Regions from separate parts of the Pan troglodytes genome. Here regions 1 and 3 are each linked to region 2. A link is a contact called in public Hi-C data. All regions are on one chromosome and are shown on one strand. The core of a region is the stretch at or near the end of the contact, and the rest is flanking DNA. Distances in the headings are between cores, read along the strand shown.

Evidence for each region. A called contact is a pair of places that touch in the nucleus more often than the background predicts.
Region 1: a contact with region 2 is called in a Hi-C map of stem cell-derived neural progenitor cells, with 5 times the contacts expected there. The contact joins the enhancer-like site here to the promoter of SMC5 in region 2. A contact is called at or near these places in 1 of 7 Hi-C or Micro-C datasets (stem cell-derived neural progenitor cells) and 1 of 1 datasets of contacts at active chromatin or transcription factors (stem cell-derived excitatory neurons).
Region 3: a contact with region 2 is called in a Hi-C map of stem cell-derived neural progenitor cells, with 4 times the contacts expected there. The contact joins the enhancer-like site here to the promoter of SMC5 in region 2. A contact is called at or near these places in 1 of 7 Hi-C or Micro-C datasets (stem cell-derived neural progenitor cells) and 1 of 1 datasets of contacts at active chromatin or transcription factors (stem cell-derived excitatory neurons).

What each region holds. Positions count from the first base shown.
Region 1 is chr11:61,108,250-61,110,949 of NHGRI_mPanTro3-v2.0_pri, forward strand. All of the region lies in intron 20 of TRPM3 (transient receptor potential cation channel subfamily M member 3), which reads right to left. LOC104007884 (a long non-coding RNA gene) reads left to right here. Exons shown (of 5, transcript XR_008537294.2): 4 at 1,997-2,084. Among named protein-coding and RNA genes, the nearest start is that of KLF9, 190 kb to the left of the region's middle. Within about 2 kb of position 1,267, at least 19 of the 24 cell types and tissues checked have an H3K27ac peak or open chromatin away from gene starts, as enhancers often do. A contact at or near this core is called in stem cell-derived neural progenitor cells, where this site is marked.
Region 2 is chr11:60,765,802-60,768,501 of NHGRI_mPanTro3-v2.0_pri, forward strand. It overlaps SMC5 (structural maintenance of chromosomes 5), which reads left to right and starts at 1,398. Exons shown (of 25, transcript XR_010148677.1): 1 at 1,398-1,891.
Region 3 is chr11:60,482,398-60,485,097 of NHGRI_mPanTro3-v2.0_pri, forward strand. No RefSeq gene overlaps it. Among named protein-coding and RNA genes, the nearest start is that of MAMDC2, 72 kb to the right of the region's middle. Within about 2 kb of position 1,369, at least 2 of the 24 cell types and tissues checked have an H3K27ac peak or open chromatin away from gene starts, as enhancers often do. A contact at or near this core is called in stem cell-derived neural progenitor cells, where this site is marked.

The DNA.
Region 1 (2,700 bases), core at 17-2,516, 340 kb after region 2:
TGTGTAGGCACTAACAGCAATTTTCCAGTTCCTTGCATATCCTAACTCCTTTGTGGGACTCTTGCCTTACCTTAAACTTAGAGGGGCTACCACGCATGGGTCTATGAAATGCACAGCTGGACAGCAGAAGTTGCACCCATCCTGCATCACAGACCACCCCAGGATGTGAGAAGCCAGGGAATGCCACTTAGTGAAGCTGTGCACCAGGGCCACCTTCCTCAATTGCTGGTGTTTACCTCTGAGGATTCCATCTCTTCAAACCATGACCAACCCCTTTCCCCACCTCAGAACCTCTCAAAGGAGAGGAGAGAAAAGACTGGAGGCAGGTCTATATCCAGCTATTTGTGTGAATCCTCATGTCCACTATAATGATTTACCTAATTCTCAAATACTAAGGAAGACGGGTTTTTGTAAGTCAGGGCTGGGACTTGGAAGCTGAGCAGGGTACCAGGAGCTACCTGGGAGCCCTATTTTTCACAGGCAGTGTCCTGCCCTAAGCCCTAGCCCAGGGTTTTTAAACTTCAGTGCACATCAGAATCACCTGGAAGGCTGGGTAAAATACAGATGCTGGGCCCTCAGTCTGGAGTTTCTGCTTCAGGAGGCTGGGGGTGGGGTGGAGGATTTACATGTCTAACAAGTTCCCAGCTCCTGCTGGTGGCCACAGTTTGAGAACCACTGCCCTAGTCATCAGCAATCTCTGCAGCTGGTGTTGTCCTGATGGCTTCTCACTCCCTGGCTGCATCTTAACAGAGCAAAAATCCGTGTATGTAGCTGGGAGAGGGGGTTGATGGGCAATGCCTTGAGCTTTTCCAACCCTTTGCTCACACTTTCCTAAAACTGCTAAACACAGAGGTTTGTAGTATCATTTTTAAATAGTGAAGCATTTTTTGGTAAAGTCCCAACATTAAAAAAGATGAGAGCAGAACAGTCCGGGGTGAGGCAGAAGTGGAAAGTCAAGAATCCCCCCTGCCTCCTCCACCTCTCGAACCAGCCCTCAGTCACCTGTCTTAGAACCCTGGGAGCCTGAGGAGCATCGTGGGGGAGTAGAAAGAGCAGTGAGTCTAGGGACGGATCTGTCAGGTTTCATACTCAGTTGTCCTTTCTAGCTGTGGGATACGGGGAAATTGCTAAAACCCTGAGTCTCAGTTCCCAGACCTGTGCAGTGGGACGTCATCATAGTCACGCCATCGACCTCACAGAGTTGTCGGCGGGGGTAGGATCCAGATGAGATAACGTCTACCCACGCATGCTGTAAACAGTGCCATGCTATTAAGGGATTACCGGGGCTTGCTTTGGTGACTCCGGGCAGAAGTATGTGGGGCTGGGAATGGGGGTATCATGGGAAACCACAAAGCCTTCCTTTTGTGTATCCCTGGGAAGGCACCAAAGCATGCAAACTTTTCCACATTTCCAGGATCTTGCGTCTGAGCTCTGGAGGTCCTGCGTGCTGACTGTGAAGAGGCAGGAAGGGCATGGCCTGTGGGGTCCTCACCCTTTGGTCGTCAAGCAACTCTTCAGTGAGTTCAGGGCAGGACACAGGGGTTGGGGCGCCGCCTCACTGAGCCGCAGAGGAAAAGGTCAGACTCGGAGGTGGTCACCGCCTCACTCCCCACGGGAAGCGGGAATCTTCAGTTGACCCCTTCCTGACTCCAGCCTCCAAAGCCCTGCCCTCCCTGCTATTCTATGCCTCTTCAGGAGAAATGGATATCCAGGCCTCGAGGCTCCTGGCAGCCTGCCCGTTTGGCAGCCTCTGCCAGAACAGTCCGTGGAGTACAGACTGCTCCCTGTCTTCTCCCAGTCTGGTCCCTGGAGAGACTCCAATCTCCCTGCTCGAGTCCTTCCCTTTTCTGCTTATCATGGGGAAGGAATATGCGTCTAGGCGTTAAATCGCTCGAGTGCCAGCTGGCACAGCACAGCCACAGGGCCCCAGCAGGAGCAGGCCTCAGTTCTCAGAGAGCTGCACAAAGACCAAAGCAAATTTATTACTGTTTTTCAGTTTACAAATGGGAAATCCACAACATTGGTCAAGAAGAAAAGGCACCATGAATGGGAAGACCGAAGTGTAGACAACCAGCTGGAACAAGGCAAGGCATTCCTTTTTTTTTTTTTTTTTTTTTTTTTAAATCCAGGCTCTTGTAAAATAAGACTAGCAGACCCACTCCCAAGTTCTCAGGATGGGGAGATGGTAGTCAGAGTTAAAATATCACCCAAATAGTTTAAAAACTCAAGAGAAGGGCTTAAGAGATAAGACATTTTTTAATGATCCCAGTACAACTGCATCTAACAGATACTGCATCTTTTCTCTGGAAGAGAACATTATAGAGCTGAAACCCTTGCCTTTTAACCTGTCTTTGTAATGAAGGCAAGAATGAAGTTGTGGATTTGTAGGAGTCCTTTTTTCCTATGGTGCCCAGTATGTTTTCCCACCCACTGCAGTATAGCATTTAGGGTTGTTCTTGAGCTCTTAAAGACCCAGTGGACTTGAACGGGAGCATTTCTTCCAGAAAGGGCCTGTCCTGCTTACTGTCATTTCAGGAAAAATGCAGAGAAATCAGCACTACCTCCTAAGCCTGCCTTCCTAATGGCTTTCCCTGATGAAATAGGAGCTTGTGGTGAACATTGAGTGGGGCTGCAGAGCCCTCTTGTGGATTTTCACTTAATCACATTCTTTTTAGCAGCTCTGAATCTGATGGGCCCCTG
Region 2 (2,700 bases), core at 148-2,647:
TTCACTGCTCTGCAGCAACACTGGCCTTCCCACCTCAGAGCTTTTGTCCTTACTGGTATGTTCCAGCAAAATTCTTTTGCCTGGGGTGCTCTTTTCTCAGATCGTCACAGTTTCTTCTCGTCCTTCAGAGTTTATCTTAAACACCACCACCTCTCTAAGAGGCCTTCCGTACCTCCCACCCATCAGGTTCATTTTGTTTTCTTCCTAACACCTGTCACAGTCCGACATTATCCTAATCATTTGTTGTGTCAGCCTTAAGTAGTGAAATTCAGAAAATATCATTAAGTATAGAGTTTATTCTAACGCAAAGCTTGAGGACAGCCACCTGGAAACACCAACTCCAAACAAATAGGGTCAATGTTCCAAAGTGAAGTTAAGGTTTCATTTACACAGGCAGAAACAGAGAAGGTTCAGCAGGAGTACATTTTCAATACAAGAGCAGTGCATAAAGTACAGCGATTAGATTAGTTATAGATAGCTACATTCCAAGGAAGATAACTATATTAATTTATGAAGGGGGTAGTGATCTGAGGGGGTCTTACCTCTGTCTCTGTTTGGTCTTCCTGATTATAGGAAAAAACAAGGCAGACATTGCAGCTGTATGCCATGGGACTCAGGCCCCATCGCCACATTCTTCGCAAGGCTCAGAATAATTTAAAGTTCCAACAGCTTTAAGTTTGAATTATTTAATTTCACAGTTGATTCACTTGTTCTTTTCCTGTCTCCCACAATAGAAAATAAGCTCCCAGGGATGCAACCTTGGCAGGCTCCTAAACTGCCACGGCTCCAGTTTCTTGTAGATTAGACATTCACTGTTGGTTGAATGAAAGAAGTTCTAGACAGGCCTCGGTGTGCTGCCTCCTCTTTAACGAGAGGGCTTACTAGATGAATGTGAGCAGACGGAAGCAGAACACCCTCTTAATGAAGGCAGCGCATTCTAGCTCAGGGATTTCTAGAAACCTCGGGGGCGGAAGTTTAACCAGAGAATTAGGAGGCAAGGGGACGAGTAGCAATGAGGTTAACCTGTGCAGTGTAGTCATTTCACGAGTTTGAGAACGCCTAGCACGATGCCTTAACGGAGCGTCGGGCACAGAGTCATTTGGGAGGATTTCTTTTTCGGATTTTTGAGACAGGAACCTGATTTGAAGCAACAGGGAAGAACACCAAGAGGACGAAGAGCCAAGGACGGGCGTGCCCGGGAGCTCTCACCTGGAAAGGGTGGGAGCAAGCAGGGCCTGACGTCCTCCTGCCTTGGCGGCCGTGGACGCCCCAGGTGCCACCCACAGAAGCCTCCCACCACACATGACTGAGGCTCGGGAAGCAATAAAGTGGCTTTCAAAATACTAAACGCAATTGAGATTTTTTCCTGAGTTTAAAAAAAAAAAAAAAGGAACTGAATGCCGAAATATACGGAGAAGAAACTCCAGTTGCCACGTCCCCGAACGTCTCCACCCAGTCCTGCCTGCTGTTTCGCCCTCAGTCTGGGCCTCGCACGGCGCGGCGGAGCGCGGGAGGGGCGGGGCGGGCCTGCTGACGTCGCCGGACCTGAACTGCGCAGGCGCGGCGCGAGATCGCGGGAGCGAGCGCGCGGTAACAGTTCGCGGCAGTTCGCGCGGGAGCGGGGCGCGTGGGTGGTTGGGCGCTTGGGCGCCTGGGCTGCCGGACGGTGGGAACGGAAGTCGCTGTGGGACGCTGAGGAAACCAGGATGGCGACTCCGAGCAAGAAGACGTCAACTCCAAGCCCCCAGCCTTCCAAGAGAGCTCTCCCGAGAGACCCTTCGTCGGAGGTCCCGAGCAAGAGGAAGAATTCGGCCCCGCAGCTGCCGCTGTTGCAGTCGTCCGGGCCTTTCGTGGAAGGCTCTATCGTCCGCATCTCGATGGAGAACTTCCTGTAAGTTGCCCGGAGGCCGCGCCGCGGGTGTGGAGGTGTGCTGGCCAGCAGGCCCCGGGGCGCCGGCAGCGCGCGGGCGTGGGCGTGTGGGTGTGTACCTGGCTTGTGGGTCTGGCCTTGAATTCGTGCCGGGGTTCCCTTGAGGATTTTCCTACGTAGGCTGTGGAGATTGACGTGTATGATGTAGGAGATGTGTGCCTTGGGTGATGTGGTTTTTAAATTTAGTCAGCCAAGGTTTTCCAAAGGTGTCATGTAGCAGGTAGTGGTTGTAGGAGGGAGTAGGTCTCTGCCCGCTGGGAGTCGCGATCCATAGCGGCCCTGGTCTGGAATTCACAGAAGTATTGTCCCCGGGAACTTAAGAGGAGGCAACAGTTAATTCGGCGTGGTAGTGATTCTGTGGCGTATTCTTAGGGTAGGCATTTGCCAGAGAGGAGTAGATAAGACGGTAAAGGTTGTTCGGGAATGGAGGTTACAGGTACAAAAAAATTAAACCCTTACTGGCAATTGTTGGACCTCCCTACAAACCCTTGACCCCACTAAACCCAGTTTTCTTCCCTGGTTCCTCCCTCTCCCCTTCAGACAACTAGTTACCGCTTTAGAATTTAGTAAGTTTTAAATATATCATGTATTTGCCTAGCACCTTCCAGTTCATTTGTTCCAGGTCTTTTTCTTTTTTTTTTTTTGAGACGGAGTTGCGCTCCTGTAGCCCACGCTGGATGGAGTGCTGTGCCGCGATCTCGGCCCACTGCAACTTCCGCCTCTCGGTTTCAAGCGATTCTTCTGGGTCAGCCTCCCGAGTAGCTGGGACT
Region 3 (2,700 bases), core at 119-2,618, 280 kb before region 2:
TCAGCCTAATTCCTGCATCTCCAGCTCTCCCAGTGATTTTGCAAACACCTAATTGTAGAGTGGCAGAGGGAGCAGGAATCACTTGGTAAAGCATGACCCCTGGGTGTATGCTTTCTGCGTGAACTTGCAGGAGAGATGGCTGTTTTCTGCAATGATTTAGCCCCTTACTGCAACATGAAATATGGGAGCTTTCAGTGTTTATGTTTCCTACTATGTGGAAATGCTCATTTGCAGAGAGACTGACTGAATTCAACACAGACTGAAGCATAAGGAAAGAAAGAGGAAGAGTTGAAGACCAAGTTTAGGCTATCACTACCCATGAGGCCCCATAACACACATTCCTCTCTCATCATTTTGTTATCCAACCTACCTTTGATTTTGAGATACTCCAGCATCTTTACTATGAATTCATTTTTTTTTTTTTTAAGACAGAGTCTCACTCTGTTGCCCAAGCTGGAGTGCAATGGTGCGATCTCGGCTCACTGCAACCCTCTACCTCCCAGGTTCAAATGATTCTCTTAGCTTCCCGAGTAGCTGGGATTACAGGCGCCCACCACCATGCCCAGCTAATTTATGTATTTTTAGTAGAAACGGGGTCTCACCATATTGGCCAAGCTGGTTTCGAACTCCTGACCTCAAATGATTCACCCACCTCTGCCTCCCAAAGTGCTGGGATTACAGGCATGAGCCACTGTGCCCTGCCAAATTCATTCTTTTGTTTAAGTTCATTCAAGATGGATTTCTGTCATTAGCGAATCAACAGTTGAATTGAATTGTGGTGAAGAGTACCCTGATATTATTACTGGGTTATTACTTCTAAATCATTAGTTTATTAATTGTGTGTATTCGTCTCTTTCCTCTCCAATTTATGGTTACTTATTTTGATTGTGTAGAGTTTGAAGTAAGAAGGTCAAACTTAAGACGAAAGGTTAGGTGTGCTGTGATTCACAGCCACAGCTTCGTCCTAACACACTGCCAGAAAATCACCTCAAATTAAGGGGGTTGCTGCTGGCAGGGTAGAAATCTATTTTTAAAAAGTAGAAGTAGCATATAAATGGAACACATATGGGTCATGAAGCAAACTTCTCCAGCTAAAACGGTGATGCCTACCTACAAGAATGCAGCTCTCTATCACGTGGAGGCAGTGCGCTAGTGACAGTGACAGCAGTTTCAAACGTAGAAAGACAAGCCCGTTTTTCACTTAAACCCAACCGAGTCACAAACAATCCAAACGCCAGACCCATCCTTCCCCAACGTGTGACCTAACTGAAATTTCTAGCAAAATTTTAGCCACCTAACTAGCAACTGTAAACTAGCACCCCCTAAGCCTTTCTCGTTTCCGCCACTGGGTGGCAGCCAGCTGCCAGGTGTCAGATCAGTGAGGAGACAATTTTCTTGGTAGGGGGAGAATGCGGTCATCCCACGTGCCCTATTTGGGAGTGATCCCTCACTCATACCCCTTGCTGAAAGCATACACCTGGTGGTCTTGTTTGACCACAGTATCCCTTCCCCCTCTGTTACTCTTGGTCCTCAAATCCCTTGATCAGCCCCTGGAGCAGCCAATCATTGACTAGTCAGAGTCCCACCAGATTCGTTCTCCAGAAAGTAAAGTAAGAAAGGGGTGACCTAGTTGGTAGTGAAAGCTGGAGTTCAAAGATCTCATGGACCAAAAAGCACAAGCAACTAAAGAAAGAAAGAAAGAAAGAAAGAAAGAAAGAAAGAAAGAAAGAATAAATAAATAAATAAATAAAGACTTCATCAAAATCAAAAATTTTGTGTGTCAAAAGACACAATCAAGAAATTAAAAAGAACCCACAGAATGGGAGAAAATATTTGTAAATAATATATCCGATAAGGGCCTAGTATCCAGAATGTATAAAGAATTTTACAACTCAATAACGAAAAGACAAACAATCCAGTTTTAATCTTGGACAAAGGATCTGAATCGACATTTATCCAGAGAAGATAGGCAAATAACCAAGAAGCCCATGGAAAGATGCTCAACATCACTAGCCACTAGGGAAATCAAAATCACTACTTTATTCCCACTAAGAAGGCTATATATATATATATTTTTAAGTGAGTGTTAGTGAGGATGGGGAGAAACGAAATTTTCATATATTTCTGGAATGTAAAATGGTACAGCCACTGTAGAAAACAGTTTGGCAGTTCCTCAAAAAGTTAAAAAATATGAAAAAAATATTACCAAATATGACCCGGCAATTCCACTCCTAGAAATATACTCAGGAGAGTTGAAAATATCTGCTCACACATACATTCATATATAAAAGTTCCCAGCAGCATTGTTCACAGCAGCCAAAAGACAGGGTTAACAACTCAGATGCCCACTGACTGATGACTGGATAAGCAGAGTGAAGTGAATCTACACAAGGGTTTTGGGCATAAACCTAGGAGTGGGATTGCTGGGTCATATGATATTCTATGTTTAACTTTTTGAAGAACTGCTAAACTGTTTCTGGAAACTAACTTTTACCTGCTTCTTCTACTGCTTGAGGTACTGGATGGATGATAAAGAATATGAAATCAGCAGTCAATATTTGTGGCCATGTACTCTACAGTTTCACAGAGCTGTTTTCTTTCTTTTTTCCTTTTTCGTTTTCTTTTTTTTTTTGGTACAGAGTTTTGCTCTTGTTGCCCAGGCTGGAGTGCAATGGTGCGATCTCGGCTCACTGCAACCTC